Linked DNA regions of Triticum aestivum: region 2 is linked to region 1. A link is a contact called in public Hi-C data. All regions are on one chromosome and are shown on one strand. Each heading gives the region's core, a stretch centred on a gene start, on an enhancer-like site or on the middle of the called end of the contact. The rest is flanking DNA. Distances are from core to core; before and after follow the strand shown. Region 1 holds the start of LOC123157702 (small nuclear ribonucleoprotein E). Region 2 holds the start of LOC123160772 (transcription factor MYBS3).

Evidence for each region. Hi-C and Micro-C count contacts between places; a contact is called where the count stands out from the background.
Region 2: a contact with region 1 is called in a Hi-C map of leaf, with 5 times the contacts expected there. The contact joins the promoter of LOC123160772 here to the promoter of LOC123157702 in region 1. A contact is called at or near these places in 3 of 5 Hi-C or Micro-C datasets (leaf and an unstated tissue) and 1 of 1 datasets of contacts at active chromatin or transcription factors (leaf).

Annotation. Positions count from the first base shown.
Region 1 is chr7B:379,259,079-379,263,192 of IWGSC CS RefSeq v2.1, reverse strand. It overlaps LOC123157702 (small nuclear ribonucleoprotein E), which reads left to right and starts at 1,827. Exons shown (of 6, transcript XM_044575938.1): 1 at 1,827-2,059; 2 at 2,185-2,211; 3 at 2,319-2,381; 4 at 3,977-4,055. The coding sequence starts at 2,018.
Region 2 is chr7B:379,477,035-379,481,148 of IWGSC CS RefSeq v2.1, reverse strand. It overlaps LOC123160772 (transcription factor MYBS3), which reads left to right and starts at 2,293. Exons shown (of 5, transcript XM_044578605.1): 1 at 2,293-2,664. The coding sequence starts at 2,307.

The DNA.
Region 1 (4,114 bases), core at 578-3,077:
TGCCAATACCATCCACGTCAATGGCTGTCATGGCACGAGCATGTATATATGCGGCTTCTTCTGTAAGCGAGCTGTAAAAGCTCGGTTAAATAGATTACAACTTTTCATACCTTTTTTGCGAGAAAGTTGGGAGTTGGGAAGCACACGTTGTACCACGAAAAGGCAGGGTTTTTGAAAGGTCGAAAGCTATTCTTCACTGGAACGAGCGGCGTCGGTACCGGTATAGGCATGCAGCATCCAGCATGTATATGACGGTAGAGACAGCTGCTGTGCCGTCCCCAAACGATTTTCACATCGCAGTATTGCATGGAGACAGGTCAAGCAACTACATGTACGATGCCATTGCATTTGCCTCTAAACTTGTCTTCGACTCCAACCCTTTGCTCAATTGAGATGATTCACGCCAGCAATTATTTGATCAAAATGTATGTCAATTGTCAAAGACAACTTTAGTCGTGGTCGAAATGCTAATGAAACCATCTCACGCCTTCATGGCTTGTTTGAGGAACCGGGTGAACTTTTAAACATAATTTGTGTTATCTTTTTTTCGAAAAGGTCCGGCCTCTGCAACAAGGGATGCACACAATTATTATTGTTATATTATTCAACAGGCCCCGACAAAATAAGTGCATGGATTAACCCAAAAGGTACTTGCATGGCAACTAGGGTCGCTACCCCTACAAACTTGATGATGTGCTCTGACCTCGCATCAACACACATCATCTAATCCGGCAACAGAGCACAAACCAATCTAGCAGACCCTCTACGCGCACCGAATGAGCACACTCTAAAATCAGCCGCCATCTTCTTCCGCCATCATATACATGAGTAGAAGTGCTTTCCACACCCAAAATAAATAAATGAAATAAGAATACATGAGTTGTAGTTGAGAGCAGCAATTTGGTGCCCAGTCTCATCTGCACCCCCGATGAAGAAAAAAATATCAAAAGACACTAGAAAAATAAAATAAAAATCTAATTCTTTTGCATGGTAGATAATTTGGTGCGTGATGTGCACTCCAACTTTCAGATCATTTGGATATCTGGGTAGCTTTTGGCAAAAAGACAAATTTGGGGTATGTAAAAATATTATATTTCATGTACTGTTCTGACACAAATTGCCTTTTTTGCTGAGCACTACTCGTATGTCCAAATTGTCTGGAATTTGGAGCGTGTCTCAAGCACCAAATTATCTATCATGCAAAAAATGGATTTTTTTAATTTGTTTGAATTTTTTCTTGACCGGGTGTAAATGTGCATGGGCTCAGAAATGGATATTCGAGTAGTAGTTTCCTTTTTATTATGGAAAAGTATCTATTATTTTCTAACGATTTGTTACGACTAGTGTCGCCGGCAATTTCTGGTCTACATCAACGACTTTTCGACCGCTACATCTACAAGCTCCTAGATTTAAACAAGTTTGTTCTGCCGAGGTGGAGACCCATAGGCGCAAACGAGTTTTGCTCACGGCAAGGAAGAAGACTACGGCATCCCAAGGATTTGAATGTATTTTTCAATTTCTGTAAGAGTTTTTGTTAGGGTATGTGCTATTTAATATACGGCCTTTGGCCTTTCTACAAAAAAAATATTTTTTTTGATGATTTTTGTGATATATTACTAGACTTTTCATTTTGGCAGCATAGTACCAAAGTTTTTGAAACTTTTAGCGTACAACGGGACATGTTCTTGGAAAGGCCTAAATTGTTTTTTTCAGGGAATGGAAAGGCCTTAATGAAATCGCCGCCAAGATAGCGAGCCCAGCCCAGCGCGGGGCGGCCTAGCCCAAACAGATCCTCTGATCCGGACCCTTCGTCGGAAGCCTTGCACCAATCTTGAGGCACCCCCGCTGCCGCCTCTTCTCGCGCGCCGTGCGAAAACAAAACCCTGCCGTCTCCCTCTTCCCCCGCGGCGTATCTAGGGTTTTTTTACCTCCGCGCTCCGCCTGCCCACACGCGGTTCCGTCCAGAAGCTTCTAGACACTTCCAGTCGGAGGAGGAGCTCACGCCGCAGCAGCAGCCATGGCGTCCACCAAAGTCCAGCGTATCATGACCCAGCCCATCGTACGCTCCCCTATCCCCTCCTGTGCATATGCTCTCCTCCTCTTTTTGCATCTGTTTCCTAACGTTTTGGCGCTTTTGTTTCCCGCTGCTGCGATGGTTGGCGAATCCTTGGTGCGCGACGGCAGAACCTCATCTTTCGGTTCCTCCAGAGCGTAAGTGTTGGCTGAGGAGAAATAACAATTCGTCCACTTTTTTCCGCCTTACGTTTTAGGGTTGCGGACGGTTGGCTTGAGCTAATATGGTTCTAATTTTGGTGCAGAAAGCGCGCATCCAGATCTGGCTTTTCGAGCAGAAGGATATGCGGATCGAGGGTCGTATCATCGTAAGTTCCTACACCGATTTCTTGTTCAAATTGATAGAATTTAGCCTTACCAATCCCTCTGTGGTCGTACGCATGTGTGTTAAGTGTAATGTTACTGTGTATCTGCATACCATGTGGCTTTGAGGGTAAATTATTTCCATGTATTACTTGTGTCTAAGCAAGTGGGCGTGAATTGATTAATACTCTAATATAATGAACCGATAACTTAGCAGAACACATCTGTTGTTTGTTTTGTTAAAGGCCAACATGAAAATGTGTTGGCATCTTTTTCTCAAGAATTGGTAAACACTTGCAAACAAATCTGCATGCTCAACAGGAAAGTATTAATTAAGTGCCAAGTCGTGATGCCCCCCCACCCCCAATAGCTAGGTAATAGATCGGTTTTCCTCTTGCCTGTTCAAGAGGGACATAATCTAGTTTCAAGCCTTACTTTTTCAGTGTATATCTTTGTAACACTGAAACCAACCCTAATCGTCACCTTTAAAATCAAGGAGCAAGTAGTTATTTGGTTCCTTGTGGAACCACGAACAAGTAATAGCACTATCCATGTGCCCAGTCAGAACTTCACCATAGTAGATACTGAGGTGTTTGCAGAAGATATTTTCTTGATGTGTTCCTTTTGGGACCATAGTGGTCATGGGCATTGTTTTTTGAGTTTTGAAGATCATCGGTGTATGTTTGTGGTAATTTGATTGCAATGCAGACAAGGAAAGAGTGGTTGGTGGTGGATGTTAACCACTAGTGTGCGTACCTAGTCAATGATACAATAGTTTTTATCCTTAGAAGTTAGCTTGTCATAACTTTTTGCTCTGAGTTCAGGACCTTCCCATTGTAACTTGCTGTTAGTCAAACATTTGTGTTTGGTGTGTCCTGTCTCATATTTTTTTACCACTTTATGTGTTGTTTTGAATCACCCTCAAAACTTGCAACCTCCTTTCCTCCCCCTGGTAACAAATATGATTCATATCGGTGATTGTGTTTGGACAACTAAGTAGATAGTCCAGGGGCCTAAAAATGCCTTTATTTTAGATCACACTAAATTCTTCATCCTACACATTTTCTAGAACTGAAGCATAGGTTGCTTCCTAAGGCTCTGGTGAGGTTTTTCTCTTGTCATGGTTTGGTTTACTGACAGGTGATAAGCTTACAATGTGACACGCCTATTCTGCTTCAGTTGGGTTTACATTTCTTTCCAGTTTACATGTAATAAATGCCCCACATGGTCTCGTGGGTTTTTCAGTAGTGTGTCTGTCATATTATTGTTGCCATATCCCTCGTCAGTTTCTCAGACTTTTGTTGCCATATCCCTTGTCAGATTCTCAAACTTTTGCTTTTGAACATGTCAGATGGAAGAACAGATTATTTGGTTGTATATTAGATTTGCATATGTTAATCATTTCAATGAGACAAAGTTAGTGGAGGTACCGAGAGATACCATTATATCAGTGAAGTACTGAAGCGTGCCAATAACAGATTTTACATGTAGTCAAGTTATTATGTCCTTTTTAATTTGTTTGAATGTTTTTGTACATGTGTGCTTCATTTGGGCCGTATTGAGTAATGCTGGGTTTTTATACTGTATGTGTGTTCTGCAGGGCTTTGATGAGTACATGAACCTGGTTCTCGAGGATGCTGAGGAAATCAACATTAAGAAGAACACCAGGAAATCGTTGGGTTAGTACATTTGTAACCAAGCTTTATCGTAACAGCACTAGAGATAAACATTATCTCAT
Region 2 (4,114 bases), core at 1,044-3,543, 220 kb before region 1:
CCCATCACTTGAGCCTTCCTCTTCTTCAGTTTACATTTCCCAGGCTGTGTGGTGTCCAATGTTAGCACCTCTATACCGACAGAGGGCTTTTGATGAGATCCATTTTAAATACATTTTGACAAAATTTTAAAACTTCATTAAGTTTCAACTACTGAAATTTGGTATGAGTGACACACAGAATTGTAAATTTCAAAAACTGCGATTGACAAAATCATAAGTTCCATAAACTAAAACTTATACCTTGTTGTGCACTCGTGTGGGATCCAACGACTTCACAAATTGTGAGGCAATCGGGTGGCCGACACGACTCGACACTTAGGCAGGTGCGTGCCCCCACGGGTTTCGGTATGTTTAGGCATATATTAAAACCTTTTTTTCCCTACCATGCAGGAATTGAACACATACGTTTCAAAATTCTTATGTCCCCATCTCAATGTTGATAAATGAACCCAAAAATACATCATCAGTACTATAGCTGGCCAAACGGGCCGGCCCGGCCCGGCACGGCACGGCCCATCCCAATCGTGCCTGGCACAACCCGGCCCGCCAAGGCACGATTATTATACGGGCCGTGCCGTGCCGGCCCGCGTGTTGCGGCCTGCAGCCCAGGCACGGCCCAGTTAGTAAACGGGCCGGCACGTTGGCCCGTTTAGCACGGTGGGCTGCATAATTTTAGCCTGTTATTTGACGCACTGAGCGTTTTTAGCCTATTTTTACATGTTGGGCCATATATATATGTATAAAAAAATAAAAAAATGTAATCGGGCCGTGCCGTGCCCAGCCTCCAGGCCCAGGCACGGCCCAGGGCGTGCCGCGTGCCTGGCCCGGCCTGTTTAGCCCGTGCCGTGCCTGGCCCAAGGCGGGCCGTGCCGGCGTGCTCACGGGCCGGCCCGAAAAAACCGACCCATTTGGCCAGCTATAATCAGTACTATAAACGCATGACCAGTTGATTGTCCTTGTTAGCCAATATCGAGTTGAGAACCGTTGTTGACTTTGTTTTTTATAAAATACACTCCGTACATCGTATGTACATACGTGCTAAACACAAGCTTGCGATTGGAATCGTCTCACAATCGATATCTAGTTAGAGAATAAAGAATGGTTGAGAGATCCAAACCCAAAGCGCAATAAAATAGTACTCCATCCGTAAACAAATATAAGAGTGTTTAGATCACTATTTTAGCGATCCAAACGCTCTTATGTTTCTTTACGGAGGGAGTAGGACATAACAAGTAAGTTTAAGTTGGCTATTAGTACACGAGGAAGATGCTCTGACGCATGAATCGTGCCTAGTTTGACGGTTTTAAGATTTCCAGCTTAGGATAGCCAATGTGTGCCAAATGCAAATCAATATCAAGTAAATATTAGTTCTTTTTTCCTTGTTGTATTTCATCCAAAGGTATAACTTATAACCTTCGTTCCTGGATCAATGGCTCAAATTGAAAACGCAGTTGCAATAAACAATTGGTTCGATAGGGTGAAAAAATATATTAAGAGTCCAATTATTGAAGAGTATGAAATCCTATCATTCAAGAACTTCAGCATGGATATGGAAAATTTATTTGCGGGTAGTACTCATATGGAATTAATTCGAAGCAACATTTTTCCTACCCAACACACCCACAATCAAAGCTTACAACAGCCTAGCTTCGGTGACCGTTGATCACAAAAACATTTGACAAAATTGACCATGGAAACAAATATGTTACTCCCTTTATCCGAAATTTTTTGTCTCAAACTTGTTCCTCAAATGGATGTATCTAGGAGGGACAAGCTTTTTCGGACGGAGGTAGTATCAAAATGCAAGAGGGGCTAAATGAAATATACCGATGGGGTATTTGGTCCAGATATACAATGATATTGTAGTTTTCTTTGCTGGTAATATTGCACTCCCTTCATCTTATAATATAAGACGTTTTTTTTATACTACGGAGGGAGTAGTTTTTATCAATGATCTTTATAGCATATCCAAAAAAAAAATCAAAAGCTTATAATCTTAATCTTGTCGCTATTTTTCTAAATACCCAATGCTCATTTTAAGATTATAACTCGAGACAATTCTTGTAAAGCATTTGCGGGACTCAACAATTCTAGCAACCTGACTGTACAAAGACATAAAAAACACTCCTACAAACCACTCAAAACAAACTGGTTACAAAAGCATACAGTAGAGAAGTTAAAATGATAAAAAAAATTCAGGAGGAAAGGAGGTGCTAGTAGTAGTATAAAACAAATCAGGAAACAACAGCAAATACGTATTTAAAAAAAACACTCTCCATTTCTTTTGTTTGTCCGATAAATTGCCAATGTGTCTCCATTCGTCCCCTCCGACATCTCCCAATAAAACGCCACCGCCCCACTCGTCGGAGCCGGCCGCCGGGATGCCTCAAGATTCGCGCCCGCCCGGGATGCGCCTCTTTGGCGTCACCATTGCGCCGGCGCCGCAGTTGGATCCCCCGGACAGGGACCGGGATCCGAGCCCCAACCCACCGGTGGCGGTGAGGGAGGACGTGATGCGCAAGTGCAAGAGCATGGGCAACCTGGCCGCCCTCGCCTCAGCCTGCCCCTCCGGGGACGCTGGAGGCGCGGGCGACGGGTACCTCTCCGACGGCGGCCTTCTGCAGTCGTCCGGCAAGCGGCGGAGGGCGCAGGAGAGAAAGAAAGGTGCCGCCTCTCCCTTTTTGCTTAAACAAATTCTCTCCTTTGATGCGTCCAAATACGCAAAGATCTGGCCATGAATCATCTCGTTCCCCTTGTACAAATGTTTAGTTTGATCATAGCCTGTTGGGATGTATGGATGTCTGACCTTTCTTACTTTTCTTATATATATGCTTCCTGGATTGGTCGAAATGGTGTTCCTTTGTGTTTGCGCGTGCATAGCAAAGGACTGACCTCATATGCAGCAGAGTCTAGTGATTTAGGTCTATTGAGGCGGTAGATTTTCGATTGGGGCGGGTGTTTGTGGGTCAACCAAAGAGGGAAGTTTGTTTTCTTGTTTTGTGCTCGTATTGTACCAACCATTTAATTCCTCTTTGCTTATTGGTCCATTGAATGTGTAAGATGTTGCGTGCTAGAGTCTATTGGTTTAATGCTAATGAGGATTTTGAGGTGGTAGATGTGTGCAATGGTTTGTTTGCGAATCCATCAAGCTTCTTACCTTGGTTCAAAGCTCCTTTATTACTCGACAGCTTCTTTGCATAGTAGAATTATTTAAAATTGATCCAAGGATGTGGACCGGGGTGGGGGGTGGGGGGTGTGTGTGTTTATTTTCTTCAGTAACAGGGTATGGATTGGAGGTAATGTCCAATGGATGATTGGGAAACATATAACTGATTAGAGAATCGTTGGTTTTTATTTGCATTGATTTTTTGTGATGTACAGTATATTCAATCATACAAGGCTGGGTGTAAGCTTGCCTTTTTAGTCGTTCAAGCAAGAGGTTGAGCGAGACTGTCACCGGACCTGTACCTGATTTACACCATGTTCTGTGGCCATGTTCTGTGTTCTTTGCTTGCGTGCTTATATTTACCTCGTCAGAAGCTTAAGAGAGAAAAGTGTTGATATGTCGCGTCTGGTGAATTTTGTGGAATTAAATATTTGATGGATCGTAGCTCTATTCTGCTTAGAAAAGACGAGGTGCGTGTCTTTTGTAGAGGAAAGTTATGACCTGTTGCCAAATGCCTGTGTCTGAAAGGCTCATAAACTTGTAGCCATATAAAAATATCCATGGTCGCCATTCCACCACTCATCAGGGTCGCCACTTATCATCCATTTTCTTCATAACACTGACCTATGAAGCCTTACTTCGTGCCATCTAGTGCAATGGTGCTTTCTCATAATGCATTATTTACTACCAGGTTTGGTTAGGAAATTTACCAGGACCTCATTTTTGTAGTGATGTGCCAGCAGTTATTGTGATATTTGATCAGTTATTAAAACTGTTTTCCTGGTTTGTTAGTTCCAGACTCCAGTTTTGCTCTAGTTAACTATTATAGTTTGTTCCGTAAGGATTAGAGTCTTCCAAAATGGAACATCACTTGATACTTTGGAATAGTACCCTGCAATTTTGCTAACCGAAAGATGGGGCCTTCTTGGGAGGTGTCTCAGGCCTTTG